Linked DNA regions of Anas platyrhynchos: region 2 is linked to region 1. The links are chromatin contacts, called in public Hi-C maps. All regions are on one chromosome and are shown on one strand. The core of a region is the stretch at or near the end of the contact, and the rest is flanking DNA. Distances in the headings are between cores, read along the strand shown. Region 1 has its middle 47 kb from the start of DYNLRB2. Region 2 has its middle 83 kb from the start of DYNLRB2.

Evidence for each region. A called contact is a pair of places that touch in the nucleus more often than the background predicts.
Region 2: a contact with region 1 is called in a Hi-C map of F5 follicle, with 3 times the contacts expected there. The contact joins two enhancer-like sites. A contact is called at or near these places in 3 of 8 Hi-C or Micro-C datasets (F5 follicle, skeletal muscle and small yellow follicle).

Annotation. Positions count from the first base shown.
Region 1 is chr12:5,524,137-5,528,501 of IASCAAS_PekinDuck_T2T, forward strand. No RefSeq gene overlaps it. Among named protein-coding and RNA genes, the nearest start is that of DYNLRB2, 47 kb to the left of the region's middle. Within about 2 kb of position 2,160, at least 3 of the 8 cell types and tissues checked have an H3K27ac peak or open chromatin away from gene starts, as enhancers often do. A contact at or near this core is called in F5 follicle and small yellow follicle, where this site is marked.
Region 2 is chr12:5,560,174-5,564,538 of IASCAAS_PekinDuck_T2T, forward strand. No RefSeq gene overlaps it. Among named protein-coding and RNA genes, the nearest start is that of DYNLRB2, 83 kb to the left of the region's middle. Within about 2 kb of position 2,363, at least 4 of the 8 cell types and tissues checked have an H3K27ac peak or open chromatin away from gene starts, as enhancers often do. A contact at or near this core is called in F5 follicle and small yellow follicle, where this site is marked.

The sequences.
Region 1 (4,365 bases), core at 910-3,409:
CAGCTTCCCTAGAAAGCTGGCCAAATCAAGGGGCTCAGCCCTTCAGACATTAAGATCAACATGGTTTTGTTTTTTTCCAGTTGCTCTTTTCTCGCTTTCAAATGTATGTCCCAGGCCTTCTCTGCTTTTGTGTCTGCCCCGCATTTCTAGGATTTTAGTGTGATGTGAGTAATGCAGAAATGCTTCTCAATGAAAATTGTTCAATTCAGCTTTGCGGGGTTGAGCAGGACGATGTGGAAAACAACCCTAGAAAGCACTGATAACAGGGATGTTGTTATCAGCACCAAGATCTACTGTCAGAAGTGGGTATCACGTGTAAGTTTTCTGTGAGTAAACATGGAGGTGGCTGTGCTCTGTCCCCAGTCAGGTGATACTTGTCTTCTGAAATCTTGGGAGTCTGGTGGAGGGAGCCAGGTGGAGGTGTGCCTAAAAGTGGGCACTCATCACAGAGATTATGAACCAGCACGTGCCTCAGGGATCAGAATCTGTCCTTGGAGTTAATGCTGACTAAGTACATTTGAAAATAAAAGAAACTGAAACAACTTAGTGCAACTAATGAACTTTGTGTTAACTTCTCTTCTGCCATTTGCTCCCAAGCACTGTCCCGAAGCAGTGGCAACACCTCTGTGTGGTGCTGCCCAGAGAGGTGCTGACTTCATGCTGGCTTTGTAGCATGTCGTGTGCCCTCACCACGGAGGCCAGGAGCCTCTTGCATGACGCCTCCCCAGCTGCCCTTGCCGTGCTTCTCATACCTTGTAAAAGCAGGTGTGTTCTGCACCCACAGCATTCCTGAGCCTCTCCACAGGATAAAGGCATATACAGAGCCAAAGGGAAATATCCCTATAAAATGCTCATTATATTTATTACACTCTTTCTCAGGATGGGCTCGTCAGGGCCTCAGGCAGGTTGCGTGTGGCAGTTGGGTTCGCTGCTGTAGTTTGGATTCCCATAGGCTCCAAGGACAGACCTAAGAGGCAAGGTCAGGAACAGGGAGCCATTTGGTTGGTTTGGACCAGCTGATATTTTCACATCATACATCTGCAAAGGCTGACGCAAGGCCTCCAGTGGGCTGGCTGCCCTGTAGCAGCGAGACAAGGGTTGCTTTGGCATCACACGAAGAAGGGAGCATGGAGAAATGTAGTATTGCCCAGGTCTACATCACTCAGCAGAGCAGCGTGGCTCTGCAGAGTAGAACAACCTGTGCAGTACAAGGGGAGTAACATAACTTAGCCCATGTGGCAGGACCCTTGGGAAGGGATTGCGTCTTGTTCAGGTCTGGTATTGTGTCTGGCAGTGGCTAAAAGTCACAAGTTGACCCAACAGTATTTCATCACGGTATGACTTCTGTTGTGTGGAAGTAGAAGTGCCTAAGGCCTTGCATTTACCTGTTTCTGGTTTCTCAAGAGTGTAAGCATAGATTTATCTGTATAAGAAAATTAATTTTGTTCAGGAGAGAATTTGAAACAGAATGCGGGAATGATTCTGGAACAGGGCAAGTAGAACAGTTACTTAAATCATCTCCGTGTTCTCTGATAAATAGATCAAGAAGCTGGACAAATTACTGAATAGCATGTTTGTAGTGTTGTTTTCACCTGAGCCTGAGGAATGTGAGGCTGAATTTCAGCTGACTATATTGCATTCCTCTCTAGAGCCAGAAATAGGATTTTAGCTGTTAGAAATTGATTAATGAAGGTATTGTTATTTAGACCAGGCCCTCAGGCTTAAATTTTAGCATAAATGACCAAACCAAGCCATTTGTTAGAAGGCACAGCTTTAAAAACCATTTGTCTAGTTCAGAAGCAGAAAATATAATGACTTCTCATTGTTTCAGGTCTTTTATTGTCTACCTTGCTACCCAAAATGACTGTGCCCAATTCCTTTTTTTTTTTTTTCTCTCCCCACTGAACCTGTGTGGCATCGTATTAACATGGCACATAAAGATCCTGAGGTGAAAATAAATCCAGAAAGATAAATATCAAACTTTGAGATGCTGTTCCGTGTAACTGCATGTTTATCTAAACTTCACGCACAACATCCAGTTAGATAATTTGCCCACAAGGCAAGTTTGTTTTGTTTTCACAATGTTCTGCTACTTGAGATTATTTATTCACTGCAGCAGAGCAATGAACTAGTCTGATTTGTTAAGCAAGCACTGTGAGGATAGATAATGCTGGATTATCTTTCGTGGAAAACTGGAGTGAGAAGCAATGAACTGTCACCCAGTGCATCGTGTTCCAGGATGGGCTAGAAAAACTGGTACGGGTGCAACTGTGGAGGTAAGAAGAGAACCCTCTCCTGTGGAAATGTCTTCTGCTGATCCCTTCTGTTTGGCCTGTAATAACCTTACACCAATATTGGGGGAAAAAAAAAGAAAAAAAAAAGTAATATCTTCTTTTTATTAAGAAAGAAAAAGAATTGAGAAGAAATCATTGTGTTATTAGTTAACTTCTTGAATGTATGTTTAATTAGCCAAATTAAAATGAGGTATTTGTTCCACTAATAAGCACAAAAACCTTATTTTAGGCTTAACTCAAATTTTATAGTCAGTGCTGTCTTAGACATTCCTTTGCACTTAAGAATCATTCTTGCATTAAAGTGACAGGGGAAGTCGAGCTAATGCGCTGCATTAATTGTAGATCATCTTGCAAGGCGTTGTCACAGGAGTTCTGTTCCTTTAAACCTTTGTGTATGTGAAGTTAAACTGCTCACTAAAAATTTAGCAAACTTAAACTGCAGCCAAAAAAAACATCTGCTTTGGACATGACTTACTTTATTTTCTAGCAGGAGGGCTCCATATATCAGTGCCTTGCCTTGTCTAATTTCATTAATGTGATCTTGTGTCCATCCTGTGGCAGTTTAATAGACATTATTTGTGGCCTCCATCAAATAAAGCATTGACCATAAATCCAACTTCACGTAAATGAAGATATAAATGTCAATCTGCATTACTGTATAATATTTATTATTTTAATTAAATGAAACTGATTGTGACATTTATTAGATCACAAGTTCCTTGTTAATGGCAATGGATAGCAAAAAAAAATGTTTATTTTAGAGTAGAAAAAAATCTGCTTGTTTTAAGTAATTTTTCTCTTAATATTATTGCTTTAGGTTAGCAGATTTTGGGACCTGTGTGGAACATAATGTCTGTGCTTCTTTCTGGGACACAATCTAGTTAGTGATGCCAAACATGACACGCACAGCAGAAATATCAAGGAACAAATGTATTAGGAAGGTGAACACACTGTTTTTGTTAGTCACTTCATAATACAAGTATTTACATGTAACTGAGCCAATTTTTTTCTACTTCAGATTGGATAACTCCTGCTATTTAAAGTCAGATATTCTATGTTTATGGTAGTAGTATTTAAACTTTCTTCAACATGAGGATAATACAGACTGTAACTTAAACAATGTAATTTCCAAAGTATTGTGAAAAATACAGAAAATCTGTAATTTTAAAACACTGAAGTCCAATCCTGTGTAATTTAGTCCCAAAGATAGAAATCCATTACAAATTACAGACTGTTCTTATTTATTCTTTCTTGGTTGTTTTGTTGTGTTTTTAATGTACAAAAAGCATAATACATAGTATTTGCACTGGGTATAGGAAAGGATTTTGAATAAAATTCCAAGGTCTTGATGCTGGCAAAATTCCTTTATCTGGCAAATCTCACATGTCAGTAAGAAGTGTAAGAATGAGGGCTTGATATCTGGTACGTTTCTTTGCTTGCAGAGAGTCAGATTTTATCGAAACTGAATTTACAACAGTCTATTTAGTGGAAGAACAGCCTTTCTATGTCAAAGATAGGTCATCAGCTTCTTACCAAATAGGCTGTATTCAAAAAAGAATCTGGATGATGAAGATGTTAAATTTTATTTAGGAAACAAAATAACTGAGTTATAGCCTTATTATTTTCTATCAGAAAATATTGATCCTGATCCTGTTAGTGATGCAGTCAGTGGCAAAACTCCAGCTAACTTATTTGAAAGTGTGGAAGCTTCAGAAACCAAGATTAAAAAAAAAAATCATTTTTTAAAAAATGAATGCATTTCATTTCCATCTATGTTTTTCACAATTATTCCTTGAAAATGAATGGAAATGTTCACGCTGTCTTTAAAGGGAAACTTATTTGGATTTTTAAACATCTGAGACACTATTTTCAGGGTAGTTTCACAATGTTTTCTGCAGACCTTGGGTATCTTTTACAATGAGGCTAAAGTAATTTTAAACAGGAAAACACAACATTGTCTAAATTTCAGATCACTTTTAAGTAAAAATGTTTTTGGCATATTTGTAACACAGCTGGACATGAGGTGCCTGTCTGTATCAAACACTGTTGCTCAGCTCTAACTTAATTCCAT
Region 2 (4,365 bases), core at 1,113-3,612, 36 kb after region 1:
TAGTAGAGTTCTAATCTCAAGATATCAGGGTTTCCACTTGGTACCTTCCCTTGGGTCCAGTACAATTTCCAGAGCTTTATGAAAAACATACATGTTTGTGGTTATGAGGAAGCAGATTTAAAGAGATAGAAGCGTGTTTGTTTTAGAGCTGGAAACTTCGGAGTTCAGTGAGATGCTTTTGAGATTTTTTTTTCTAGCTCTGCTAAGCTTTGAGCTTAACAGAAAGTGCTTGCTCCAAAGAGCTGCTGCAGGCAGCAGGGATGATGCAGTGGATACTCCAAAAGTATCAGTATTTACTTAAGATTTTTTTTTGTGTGTGTGTGTGGAGGCGTTCAAGCCCCAGAAGTATTATTCACCATAAAACTCAGTGATGGAAAGGCAGTGAAAAAATCTTCCTGCATATTTGAATGTCCCTGGAAAAAAATGTCAGTAGCCCGGTTGCCAAGCTCTAGTGGCGCATGGCATGTACGTGCACACACAGAGTGGCATCTGAAAGTTTACAACTTTTGTATTTGATCAATTGGCCAGACTCGGCTGTGAGCAGTGCTACCGAAAATCCCAAGTGCTGTGATTGAATTCTGTAATTCTGTGGACTTAGTTCAGATTTCCAGTGCAGCAGCTTAGTGCATAGCTGACCTTAACGCTTGTGTTTTAGCTTTAACTAATTGGTTAATGTTTGCTTTGTAGAGTCAGAAAGCTCTGTGTAAGCTCTAAGGATTATTTTTATTTAGTGGCATGTTGGTATATTCATGCCTAATGTTTGTGTTGGATTTTTTTTCCAAAGGCGCTGGTTTTTTTTTCAGATGAGATTTTCCCAAGGGATTTTTTCTCTCACTTTCCCTAAATAGCTTCCTGAAAACCAAAGGCCTTCCAGTAAATTCTGATTTCCTTTGGTGGCCTGACTACAGAATGAATGGAGCAGTTCTGGAAATGCATTTTTAAGGAGAGGGAGTGAAAGGGAGGGGAGAGGAGGACAATCAACAAAGCTGCTGTGCCCGTATTTATCAGGCTGCCAGTGGGAGCCGCGCAGTTCAGACTGCACTTCTAATCAACCCTAAACAAAAGAACATTGAAAATAGCTCAACTGACACAGTCCTCGTCATAACTCAGGATCTGGTGGCAGGCACCAGTAAATCCTGCTCTCTTGTTGTTGTTCATGAATATATTTGTGCACATAAACCCCTCTTCAACATCTTCTGGGGTTAGGCATCTCTATGGAACAACCCCATCAACTTTTCCCCCACCGTTCAATCAATCCGGGCTGGAGACAAATGCCCTGTGGCATAGGAACAGGTGGAGGTTGAGAAAATAGGGCCTGGCCAGGATCGAATGAAGATTGCATGTAAATTAGCAGCATTAATATGTAAAACAAAAGCTCAGCGGAGACTATTTGTCCTGCTGTACAGCTACTCAAAGCATGATGTGGACCCTGGGTAAAATATCAGCCACACCCCGAGATTAAGCCTGGCTCCCGGCGTCTAATGTGCTCGAATGTCATTTTATACTGAAAATGTAACATGAGCAGGCGAGATGGTATTTAAATGGGAACTGGAAATTGCTGGGAGAGTACCACAGCCTGTTTGCCATTGCTCTGCTCTGCCATCGCCTCTTCAGAGCCCTGGGCAGGCAGGGAAAGTGCTCTGTGGTTTGAGCCTCAGTTCGAGGGCAGCAAACACCATTCCTGCAGGGGTACCAGCACAGCCTTTGTCTGCTGACTGATTCTCTGTGCTGCCTGGTTATTTCTTACTTGAAAAATCAAGAGGGATTAATCCTGGAGTGCACTGAACACCCAGAAAGACACTGGCAAGGAGGTCACCTATAAATGAGTTAAAATCTGAGTGTGCCCAGGCTTGCCCCCATCCAACAGCGTGCGGCATCCTGGGCGGGTGTGCTCAGAGCTGGGTGTCTTTTGTGCAGGGGCTTTAGAGAAGGCTTAATTGTAGTGCCTTGGATAATGTTTGCTGGTGTCATTAAGCATCTTCTGGAGAACTAAGAATGCAACTTCAAAGGAATGTCACCTGCAGCATTTGCATTCAGTTTTTAAGAGGAATGCCAGCAGTTGCTGCAGCCCTGGGATGATGTAAGGTGATTTAACTCCAGCGTCCCTGAGCAAAGCAAAAGGTGAAGCTCTTAAAAAACAAACAACAGCAAACTCCTCCAAAATACAAAACCAAAGGGAAACTAATAAACATCAACAATCACATTTCCTTTTTTGCTTGTTCTTCCTCAGTTCAGGATTTAATCATGGATTAAATAAAGCTTGGTGTCTGGCCTTGATGGCCGAGGGAAGGCTCGGAGCAGAGGTGGCCCCGCTGCAGGGAGGGCAAGATATTGCCCACTGCAGCTGGCAGCAGTCCCGGAGAGGGAATGGAGAGCACCAGGGAGCTGGGCGGTATCTAGGGGACATGTTGCTGCTGTTATTTATCAGTTGGAGTGATTTGTTATTTTTAGCTTTTTTTTTTTTTTTCTTTTCTAACCCCTCAGTCCTCTTACAGATCCTGCCTCTCAGCTCTACGAGATAATCCTGGAACGGTTTGTCTCTCTTTCTGTGATTCCTCCTAACCTTTTGCTCTACTGCAAAGTGCAGAGGGATTAATTTTCACTGATAGCATAAAACTGGGGGAAAAGCAAACTAAAGAACCAGAAACCCAACGCTGCTGAAAGCTTGGATGGCAAAACAGCACCCTGTCTGGGCCTGGTGCAAGGAAGCAGCTCTCTCCCTTGTCATCTGTTAATTTTGCTTGAATTGGCTTCTACACGTGAAACCCTGGGTACGCAGTGATTGCAGCAGAGAATGGGTGCAGCGATCCAACGCCAATAAAGCACTGGCACATGGGAGCTGGTTATTAGTTTACATGAAAAGAATCGCAGGGCGGAGGCTGTAAGTGGAAGCAAAATATGTGCTGCAGATGGCTGTCTGTTGACTTTGCTATGGACAGATTATGTTTTACAGAGATAAAAGAGTAATCATAAACTGGATGTCCTGCCAGGACAGTCTATGTACTTGAGTAATAGACTCGGACTATGGGGTTAGTCTCCAAGTTCATATTAAGCATGTATTTTCAAGAAATTTGTGGATTCTCAGCTTCAGGATTTAGTTCGTCATAAAAAAAAGAGTTCCAGGCCATGGAGCTTGGGCCTGAATCCAAACCTTTGCCAGATTTAGCAGATTTGGAATGAGTGTTTCCCTTTTGAGCTGGAGTTGTGTTGACTGGGCTGATTCTGAAAGTAAGAAACAAAGCCCTGGAGATGCGGGCACCTCATAGCTCCACGCTGGGATGTGTGTCATGTATGGATGAGCGACACCTGGCACCTGAACCTCTTGATCAGGAGGGGTGCAAGTGCTCTCCCAGCCCCAAGATGTGGTTTGCTGGTTGTGACCCCAAGCAGAGAACTTCCCAGGCAGAGCAAGGCTCTTTCTATTTTGCTCCACACTCCTTCCACATGTGTGCTGAGCTTTCCTTGTGGTACACTTTTAACTAGAAAAGTCCCTGAACTGTGGCTCTGGGGCTAAAACCCACTGTACAGGATCCTGCGTGATTTTTTTTCCTGGCAATAGTGGAAGGATTTTGCCAGCAGATTGCTGGTATCTGCTGGGAGTTCAGGAGAGCGCCGCTGAAATCTCTGCAAGCATTTGTAAAGGTTCTGTGCAGCAGGGGGAAAGCACACTTGTTGGGCTTTAATGAAAGACCTGTTAGTTGGGTGCTTAACAGCACTCTTATTAATGCATAAAACTTCCATTGTTTCTTAATTTACTTGAAAGGGTTGTTTAGACCTTTAATTGCCCCATAACAATATAGTGATAGTAAGTTAGATTTCAATCAACATACTCATGAATTGCCAGTATTTTAGCAATAAATTGCTAGCTAATAAACTTGTAGCTTCCTTTGTAAATGCCAGCTAAAGGCCTAAACATTCCTCGCAGAGTTAATTGCACATTTAGTGCTCATGTAATTTTGAATTAATTACATGCCAAATGGATTTATGTTCTATGTACTTAATAAACCTTGGTAAGTGCCCTTTTAACAATCAGTTGGTATTTAGGATCCTATTTGTGTAAAAAGGATGACTTATGACACTGGGTCAGGATGTTTCCACCACGTGTTCACGCGCTGGCTGCAGTGCCTGGTGGCTTGTACGTGGTTCAGGACCAGAAGGTACAGAATTAAATGAGTGCAGATGGGAATCCAGCAGAGACCTGTGAAGATTTCTTATATCCCAGCCTGATCCCATAGCGAGGGGTTGGAGTCTGTGGAGGTTTCCAGAGCCCACTGAGTGAGTGGAAGGATTGGTGCCGGTTTTATTTTAGATTGGGGCTGTCCTGCAAATGTCGAACGTCTCTTGGTAACAATAAAGGGCACTGCA